2 separate regions of the Mus musculus genome follow, and region 1 is linked to region 2. Evidence: chromatin contacts called from public Hi-C data. All regions are on one chromosome and are shown on one strand. The core of a region is the stretch at or near the end of the contact, and the rest is flanking DNA. Distances in the headings are between cores, read along the strand shown. Region 1 has its middle 3.8 kb from the start of Gm51424. Region 2 has its middle 61 kb from the start of 6530411M01Rik.

Region 1 (4,844 bases), core at 1,738-4,237, 350 kb before region 2:
TGTCTCTCTTTTCTGGAAAAGACTAGCTAATGGGATCAGTTATTAAACTTGCTAAATTGCACAAAACCATGGTTGAAATTTTTGTTGGAGTGTCAGGTTGAGTGAACATGCTTATGATAGAATCTTTCTCGGTAACACGGCACATCTATTAATCAGCTATGTTAATATGAGCTGTGATGAAGTATTATAATTTTCTTCTAAGAAAGACTTGCATTTAACAAAGTTATCAGGTTCCTGAAATTTTTATATGTATTGCTAATGGCCTTTTTTCTAGTCATTAATTCTATCTATCTATCTATCTATCTATCTATCTATCTATCTATCTATCTATTTATTTTTGGTTTTCGAGACAGGGTTTCTCTGTGTAGCCCTGGCTGTCCTGGAACTCACTTTGTAGACCAGGCTGGCCTCAAACTCAGAAATCCACCTGTCTCTGCCTCCAGAGTGCTGGGATTAAAGACATGTCCCACCATGCCCGGCTATTTATTTATTTATTTTATGAAGGCTGTGTGTGTGTGTGTGTGTGTGTAACTCACATATAGCAATGCTACTCAGTTCACTTACAAATGATGAGTTTACATGAGGTTTTGTGAATGCTGTCATTTTGATTTCTCCTATCTTCTTCTCAACCATTCTTCTACACAACCATTTGGATGTGTCGCTCTGGGACCACTGGCCAGAATGATGTCTGCTTTGTGAACAATCCTCCACATGCTACTTTCCAGTAGACACGTGGCCTCTCCACTTACTTGAGGTCACTCTGTTGCCAGTGTCTCCTTGTCCTTGTCCTTGTCCTTGTCCTTGTCCTTGTCCTGATTGTCTTTGTCCTCTGTGCATTGTCTCCTTCTCTCTCAGCAAAAGATTACAACACCAAGCTCTTAGTGTCTCCCGAGGCGCAAATTTGATTCTGTCCCTCTGTCCCCTTCTCTCTTCTCCCTTCCTCCCTCCCTCCTTCCTTCTGTCCCCTTCTCTCTTCTCTTTCCCTCACTCCTCCTCTGTTCCCATGTTTTCCACAGCAAAGAGACCAGGAGTTAATGCAGGCTGAGTGGATTTATAGCCAGGAGCCTCAGATCACCAAGGAAGCTGTGAGCCTGCTTAATGTGGATTCTCTGTCATTTGTGCCCAAGGCTCTTGTCTCTACTTGTTAGAGGTACAAAAGTCCTTGTGCCCACAGATCACTAGGGGAACTAGGAATGTTAAACACACAGGACCTTTTCTCAACGGAGGTGATAAAATACCTGTTTTCCTTTCCAAACAGCTGAGAGTGATTTTGCTGATGACCCAGTGACCTTTATGCTACCTGTAGAGGCAGACCTCACCCAAATTTCCCAAAATGATTGTCTTAGACTCTTCCATCCCCAGACCATTACCTATCCCTTCAGCGAGATGACTTATGCATGTTTTTGCCTGGTGACCTCTATGCTGTCTCAGTAGAGACCTCAATAGATACTAGCTCTTTTAGCTATAGAACTCACCTTCATAATCATACGTTCTTTGTAAAGCAGTTGCTATCTAGTCATACCTTAAGTTTTATTGTACAGAGCACAGAGTTCCCAATGAAGGAGCTAGAGAAAGTACCCAAAGGAGCTGAAGGGGTTTGCAGCCCTATAGGAGGAACTACAATATGAACTAACCAGGTACCTCCAGAGCTCCCCCGGGACTAAAACACCAATCAAAGAAAACACATGGTGGAACTCATAGCTCTAGCTGCATATGTAGCAGAGGATGGCCTAGTAGGTCATCAGTGGGAAGAGAGGCCCTTGGTCCTGTGAAGGTTCTATGCCCCTGTGTAGGGTAATGCCAGGGCCAGGAAGTGGTAGTGGGTGGGTTGGGGAGCAGGGGGAGGGGAGAGAGGATAGGGGATTTTCGGAGGGGAAACAAGGAAAGGGGATAACATTTGAAATGTCAATAAAGAAAATATCTAATTTTTTAAAAAAAAAAAGGGAAAATGTTTTATTGTACCCCTAGGACTGGATGGATTGTTGTCTAATTATACTGTACTTTAAATATGTTGGCAATGACGGCCTGGCCTTAGACTCCACAGAAGACTGATCTAGGTTCAGGAGGCCAATCTGCACTGGCTTTCATTCTTTTTTTCTTTGAGGTTTACCACCTACAGCGACCCACAGGGTCTTTCTCACCTACTGCCTAATCCAGGCTCAGTTCCCTTCCCAGTTGTTCCTCTGAGGACAATGACTTCCCTCAGGCCGACTTGGCTCTTTGCAGATCTGAGCACTGAGCATAAATGACCAGAGCACTGTCAGATCTAAAGATTTGTGAACACGCTTGCCAATTCGGACATTTTCTGCCTAGGCTGGCACACTGGTCTTTCTATGCTCTATCCTGTCAGGAGTCAGCTTCCTTGGGGGTTTTCATGCCAAACCGACAGAATGGGAGCTGTCTGCAGGCATCCATTGAAATGTAAATGGACCTACACCACTGTTTTCCAAATTGAGAGGCACCCATACACAAACGTCCAATGCTAATGGGGGCTCTGAATTAGAAAAAATATTCCCAAGTTAAATGAGTTTGGGAAATGCCACACTGCGTTGGGGGAATTATCATGAGCAGCACACTAAATAGTCTGTGAGAGTCTTTACTGAAGAGTTTCATTGTGTTGCATAGCCAGGACTTGCAAATTTATTTGGTCCCAGGCAAGACCTCTTTGCAGATTAGAACTCATTAACATTTTGCTGGACACTTGGATTCTGTTTATCTGGAGTTGAGAGGCCCAGAGACTTAGCTTTCTCATGGGGTCTCTTCCTAATCTTATGCCTCAGTAGGCAATGGAAGACATGGCTTCCTGCTATTGTTTAATTATTTTCTTGTAATTCGGGGTCATTCAATGATATCAGGGGTGTTTGCTAGTGAGACTCGGGCTGTAAATATATCACCAACCCCACTGCAAGCTTCCTGGAAGCCCTAAGCCCTCAGTGGCTTTTTCCAGACTGAGCCTGTCCTGTCTCACCATTTAGCCTGGGTAGATTCCTTAGATCTTACAACCTTCCCTTCTTAGCCCTCTGGATGGCTCCAGAGCTCCGGGCTTTGACAGGTCTGTCTCAGGGGTCCATGTTTATCTGTCTGGACTGCCATAATTTCATGTCTTCACGGAGCTGGTTTGATTCAGTGAACAGACAAAAGTAAAGTGCCCTTCGGCGATTTCTTTTTCTCTTTGCTAAGGTATTGACAGGGCCCCCCAGGCTGTTCATTTCCCTTATCAATATGAGTTCCATGTTAATTCTTCCATTTAATGTTGAATTAAATGAAACCCTGGGAGATCTGATTATGGCTCAAGAATGCCCAGAATGTAGTCAGTAATAGAATTCATCTAATGACCAATATTTAATCTTGTGTCAAGAACTTTGTGACAGGTGAATCAAAACAGAGGACAGTGTTTCTATCCATCTCTGAGCCTATAACAGATGTAAGGGTGTGTGTGTGTGTGTGTGAGTGTGTGTGTGTGTTGGAAAGATTAATTCAGAAGGTTGGCATGTTTGAGGCATTGTACTTTTTGAAACATCATTATACTGAAAGAGCTAAAGAACAGCAGTATGGATTGCTCTAGCAATCTATGCATATGCAAGGATAAACACACACACAGACAGATAGATACACACACACAGACACACACACAGAGATCCACGACATACATGCACACAAGCATACACATACATACACATGAATGCACACACACATGAATGCACACACATACACACACACACACACACACACACACACACATGAAGCTTCATGGCATGGCAGTAAAGGGACACGTTTTCAAAAATATTTTTAAAATGTGTTTTTAATTCTATATATTGTAGTATTCTTTAAAGAGTTATCTATTTTATTTTTAGCACACGTGTGTGTACCTGCAAGCATAATTTCTAGCACAAGCAACAAACATTTTTTAACCACTGAGCTATCTCTCCAGCCCCTAAAGGGATGTATTTTGGGGTAAACTCAAGTTACCACAAGTAAAGCGAACTGTATGAGGTAGACAAAAATTTGTGTTAATGTCTTTGTCTCTTCTGGCTTCCAAATTAAGGGCTAGGGGTGATATACTACTGATGCCAATTCAGAGAAAGAAGTCCCATGAAAAACGGAGAATATCTAACAGGGTAGGATGCTTCACTCACTGTCATTTTTTTATTGAGCCGCCAGGATAATGCGTATTCTCAGAAATGTGGGACTGAAGTTCATATCATAGCTGTCTGCTAAGAAAGAGCAAGAAGCCTGTTCAAGCTAGGAACCCTGCTGAGATCCTATATCCAGAGCTGTGCAGAAGCTCTGGGTGTCCATGATAAGCCACAGTCCCCTATAGTACTAGGAAGTGGGCTGGATCCTCCTAAAGTTATTACCTGTCTATGTATAATCTTATAAGGACCCATGAGGTCTGCTCTTGGGTGGAAATATTGATATGTAGGAGCAATCACACACTCAATTCTTCTTTCCTTTCTAGAATATTATTGAGGTAGAACAGAATGCTAGAGAAAATTGTGGAGACACAGGAAGAAAAAGAAAACCCTCACTTAGGAGCTTGATTGAAGTCAGCTAGGAATCAAGAATTCCAATAAAACTGGCAACATTTGCTTAAGGCCTTTCTTCATTCTCCCCAATAAATCTATACTCTCTATGAATCTCATCAGAAGTTTCATTTACTGGGAAAGGATATAACTTAAACCCCTTGGACAACTCAAGCGGCTCCTCCTTTTACCCTGTCAGATTTTAATGCCATCTAGGACACTCCTGAAGTGATCCTCTGATCACACTTATCAAAAAGAGGGAGAAAAGGACATTTTTTTTTTCAGCGACTTTAAGATGTCAGTTGATAGCCATTAAAATAG
Region 2 (4,690 bases), core at 1,385-3,884:
ATGCATATGTGTGTACCTGTATATGTGCATTTATGTATGTATACGTGTATTGTGTATGTGTCCTAGAGTGTGTGCAAGTATGTGTGCTTGTGTATTGAGTGTGCTAATGTATGTTTATTCGCAAGTGTGTGCTTATGTGTGTGTGTGTGTATGTATATTGTGTGCTTGTATATATACTGTGATGTGTGTATACATCCCATCCTGCTGATGCTGCACATAAATGCTACTGTTCATTTTCTTTTTCCTGCTTTTCTACTCTTTATTCTGGACCATACCTGTTCATCCATCTACCATTCCTATATTGCTATGGGTTCGTTTCCATGTGGCTTTTGTGTGTCTGCTCTGCTGTTGACATTTTCTCTGTTTTCATTCATATTGGATGTGTATCCCTTTTACGCATGGCTTCTTAAAGATCTGTGTCAGTCAACTTGGGCTGCTATAACAAATGCCTGTAGATGAAACAGCCCATTCTCCGTTTCATGACCTTACACCTTTAGTTTCTTCCTAAAAGCCCCATCGCTATGGGCAATCATGTTGCAGGCTGGACCTCCAATACCAGATTTTGAGGGGCTGCAAGCCAACCCAAGCTGCTTCAAATTCTCTCACTGCTCAATCCAATAACCCAGGTACAATATAGTTGGCTTCAGTAAATTGATTCCCTCCTGTTAGATGGGATCCATATACAGGTCTTTTAATATACTGTTACTTTGGATTAACCCTGGACATTGTGTCTCTTAGGCTGTGCAGGACCTGAGATGCCTAGCACTTGGGACTTGGACTTGTTGGGGAAATACAAGGAAGTGGGATCAACCTTTGATACCAACCTGTCTCTCACAGAAAGTGAGAGCCCCTTGAAATCTGAATCTAACAATGTTCTGGATCAGGGTGTCCTATGGGTATGTGGCTCAGACACAGGCTGAAAGCTTGTGCAGCTTGAGATCTGTCTTAGGGTTTTGTTGCTGTGAACAGACACCATGACCAAGGCAACTCTCATAAGATCAACATTTAATTGATGTTGGCTTACAGGTTCAGAGGCTCAGTCCATTATCATCAAGGTGAAAGCATGGCAGCATCCAGGCAGACATGGTGCAGGTGCAGCTGAGAGCTCTACATCCTCATCTAAAGGCTGTTAGGAGAAGGCTTCCAGGCAGCTAGGACAAGGGTATTAAAGCTCACACTCACAAGACCACACCTACTCCAACAGGACCACATCTCCTAACAGTGCCATTCCCTGGGGCCAAGCATATACAAACTAACCCAAGGTCCCCTACTCCTTGGAAGCTCAGTAGGAGTGCCTCATTGTTTGCTTCCCCAATGCACAATGACAGAGCAGTGGATTTGAGTCCCACTGCTGCTGAAGCCACAGGATATAAAAGATCAGGAAACTTAGCCTGATTGTGCCCACATGCTCCACCCCACCTCCCACCCTCCATCCCCATCTAAACTCTGCCAGTTTTTGTTTCCTTTCCAGATTAGAATCCTCAGTGCTAGAGGTTAGCTGCTTACATGTTAAAGTCTCTTTTCATAATCTCTCTAATTCTGGTTTGATTTTGACTTGCTTTAGAAATTGTAAATGTGGCATCGACTACCTCTCGTCTCCTGAGAAGGCAGCGGCTGCTTTGCTGGGTGAGGCGTATTTCTCCTGGCTGCTTTAAGATTGTTTTTTTCCTTTCTGATGCTGTTAATAGTTTTCCTGGAGTATCTATGGATTTATATTTATTTTCCTGTTTGAGGTTTTCAATAGTTATAGACTATATCTGACTATATCTTAAGATCGTCTCGATTTTAGAAAATTCTCAGCCGTTCTATCACCCAATATAGCCTGCATTCTCCTACATCTGTTATTAGCAATACAGATTGCTCATTTTTATGTCTTTTATTATTTTGTTTATTTTAGCACATTATGACATTTTTATACATGTATATAAAGTGGCTTAGGTAGATCCTATTCTTTTCTTCTCCCTTCCTACTTTCTCCTTCCATTTGCTGGCTCCCATCTAAATATTTCCCCATGCCATGTGTACCTCTTTAATCTTTACAGTTCAATATTTTTTTCTCTTTGTGCTTCAGACTGTATAGTTTCTACGGACCATCAATTCTTTCTTGAACTGTGAGAGATTTGCGGTAAGCAAGTGAGCTTTTCATTTCAGTTACAACACTCCTTGATTTATACATACCACCTACAGATTGGGCATAGATTCTGGGTAAATGATGTCTTACTGTGTTCTTTCTGAATATTTAAAGCTCTTGTGTCTTGTAAGTTCAACATCTCAACCACTAGCTCATTTCGCCCCCTCTGGATCTGTCTCGCTGGTGCTGGGATTTCATTCTTATTGCACCTGGTTGTTAGGCATAACCACAATGCAGTGCTTCTAGTTGCTGACCTCAAAAGAGGCTTGCCTTACATCTATAGATGCAGGGGAAAACACAAGAGTGCCATTCGAAATCGACGCAACTCGCGGTAGACTATGTGAGTTCTGGTCCAACTCTGGCTCTGGTGTCCCTCTGTGAGTTCTGGTTCACCTCTGGTTCCAAGTCAGACAGCTGCAGTTCCTCCCTAGGCCCTTCCATGCTGACAGCCAATGAACTCAGTTTTACCTCTTCAGATCTCCGGGATGCTGACGGCTCTATTCAGGTTGCCATCCCACGCAGCCACTTGCTGCTCAGTGCTGCCGGCACTGAAGCAAAGCCAATACTTCAATGCCAACAACAGCTCAGGAAACCTTCCCACTTCTCTGTGCTTCCCTGTCACCTGGAGCTGGGCATTCCTCTGAGCTTGTCTTGCTTCTCCATTTAAGCAGCTGTAAGTTGGCAGCTGTGCTGAAGAGAAACAGTTGCAGCAGTGCTGGGCCCACATCAATGTGTTTGCCTTCTCTAGGGGATACTGGCCTCTCAAACCCTAGATGTTTTTGTGGCTTTCAGATGCTTCCAAACAGATGTTTTCATTTGCTTCTGCTTTGTGCAGCTTTGCTAAATGACCTCATTGTTTGGATTATCTGCCACAAGCTTTTTGCCAGACACGGGAAATTGTTCTCAAATTCCATGCTCATTTTTTTTTTTTTTTTTTTTTTTTTTTGGCCAAGTGCATGGCACCTTTAGATACATGGCTTTTTAACTTCAAAAAATTGAAACATTTGGAGGGGTTATGCATATATAAAGTTCATTTTGAATATAAAAGAAAAGCCAGTGGCTTGGTACCCATCACTTTTCCTGATTTTAATAGAGCTGTGCAGTTATGGAAGGCACAAGCCATTTTTCTTAGGGGTTGGGGGAGAAGGTTACCATTTGTCCCTCACTCACTGCTGTCAGTGTGAGTGTGGCCTCCTCAGAGGTAGACAAAGGTAGAATGCTAAGACCACAGAGTGGAAGGGAAGCAGACACATATGTACAGTTGTCATTGAGACGGTGAGATGGAAGCCACGATGAGCCCAGCAACAGAAAGATAGATGGATACCCCTGCCCTCCAGCCACCTAAGAATAGGGACTCAGAATTAACACATTGTGATTCCACATATTAAATATTCCAGTAGGTGAGAGAATTGCACAGTGTGGAAGGCAGTGCTCACCACAGGGGCCCTCAAGAAATGCCAGGATTTCTATAGATGAGCAGAGGCTTAACAGACATGGGGTGTATTCGCCAATTAAGAGGTAAGGACTCCATGACAAAAAAAGAGAGGAAAAACATGGGAGAATGGAGAATCGTTCATCCTTCTGGCCAATGGAAATCATCAGAAAGTCAACTCACATGACATGTCGAAAAAGCCATTTTGTCAAACAACATAAAAAGTCCCAGTGAGGTGAGAGACACAGCCTACAGTCAGAAGCTAATGAGAACTAAACATTAGCCTGACTGTAGGGATACCCAGCTCTTAGCCAGAAAGCAAGCAAATGGGTATGACTTGGTGTTTTAAATTAAAATGGCCCAAATACTATTGGAAAAGATACAAAGTAGACACAGAGGAAGAAACTATGTGTGATCAATGTGGAAATGAAAGGTAAGAATCTGTAATCTGTGTACATAGAAAGCTTGATCGGACAAACGCCATAAACCCTTAAAGCTGATCACAGCCATTCATATACTCAAAGAAACACAAAGTACCTGGGGGGGGGGAATCTGTATATTGATTTTTATGGAAGAAAACTAAAATCATAAATTAAAATATATAATTATCATCATGTGGAGATAAACAGACTTAGAAAGATAATTATCAGATGCTTTCTTTTATTGTAGAAATTAGATTTCAGTAGAAAACCATGAATGTAGGTAAGAGACTACAAAGAATAGAAAAAAAGTGTGGGGGCAGGGAGAAGACAAGGGAGGTAAAAGGGCAGTAAGGAAATGCAGAGGGGAAAGAGAAAATCAATCCTTACCTGAAGTTATCCTCTGATCTCCACACTTGCTCCATGGCATGTGCGTGTTTACATACACATGCCCACATACACGTGTCCACATACACCTGTCAACATATACATGTCCACACACACATGTCCACACACACATGCCCACATACACATGTCCACATACACATATCCACATACACATGGCCATATACACATATCCACATACACATGGCCATATACACATATCCACATACACATGGCCACATACACATGTCTACATACACAGGCCCACATATGCATATCCACATACACATGTCTACATACACATTTCTACATATACATGTCTATA

The links. A called contact is a pair of places that touch in the nucleus more often than the background predicts.
Region 1: a Hi-C map of cortical neurons shows a contact between it and region 2, with 1.8 times the contacts expected there. The contact joins two enhancer-like sites. A contact is called at or near these places in 1 of 484 Hi-C or Micro-C datasets (cortical neurons) and 1 of 115 datasets of contacts at active chromatin or transcription factors (stem cell-derived neural progenitor cells).

The regions. Positions count from the first base shown.
Region 1 is chr17:9,577,769-9,582,612 of GRCm38.p6, reverse strand. No RefSeq gene overlaps it. Among named protein-coding and RNA genes, the nearest start is that of Gm51424, 3.8 kb to the right of the region's middle. Within about 2 kb of position 2,987, at least 54 of the 459 cell types and tissues checked have an H3K27ac peak or open chromatin away from gene starts, as enhancers often do. A contact at or near this core is called in cortical neurons, where this site is marked.
Region 2 is chr17:9,226,260-9,230,949 of GRCm38.p6, reverse strand. No RefSeq gene overlaps it. Among named protein-coding and RNA genes, the nearest start is that of 6530411M01Rik, 61 kb to the right of the region's middle. Within about 2 kb of position 2,634, at least 21 of the 459 cell types and tissues checked have an H3K27ac peak or open chromatin away from gene starts, as enhancers often do. A contact at or near this core is called in cortical neurons, where this site is marked.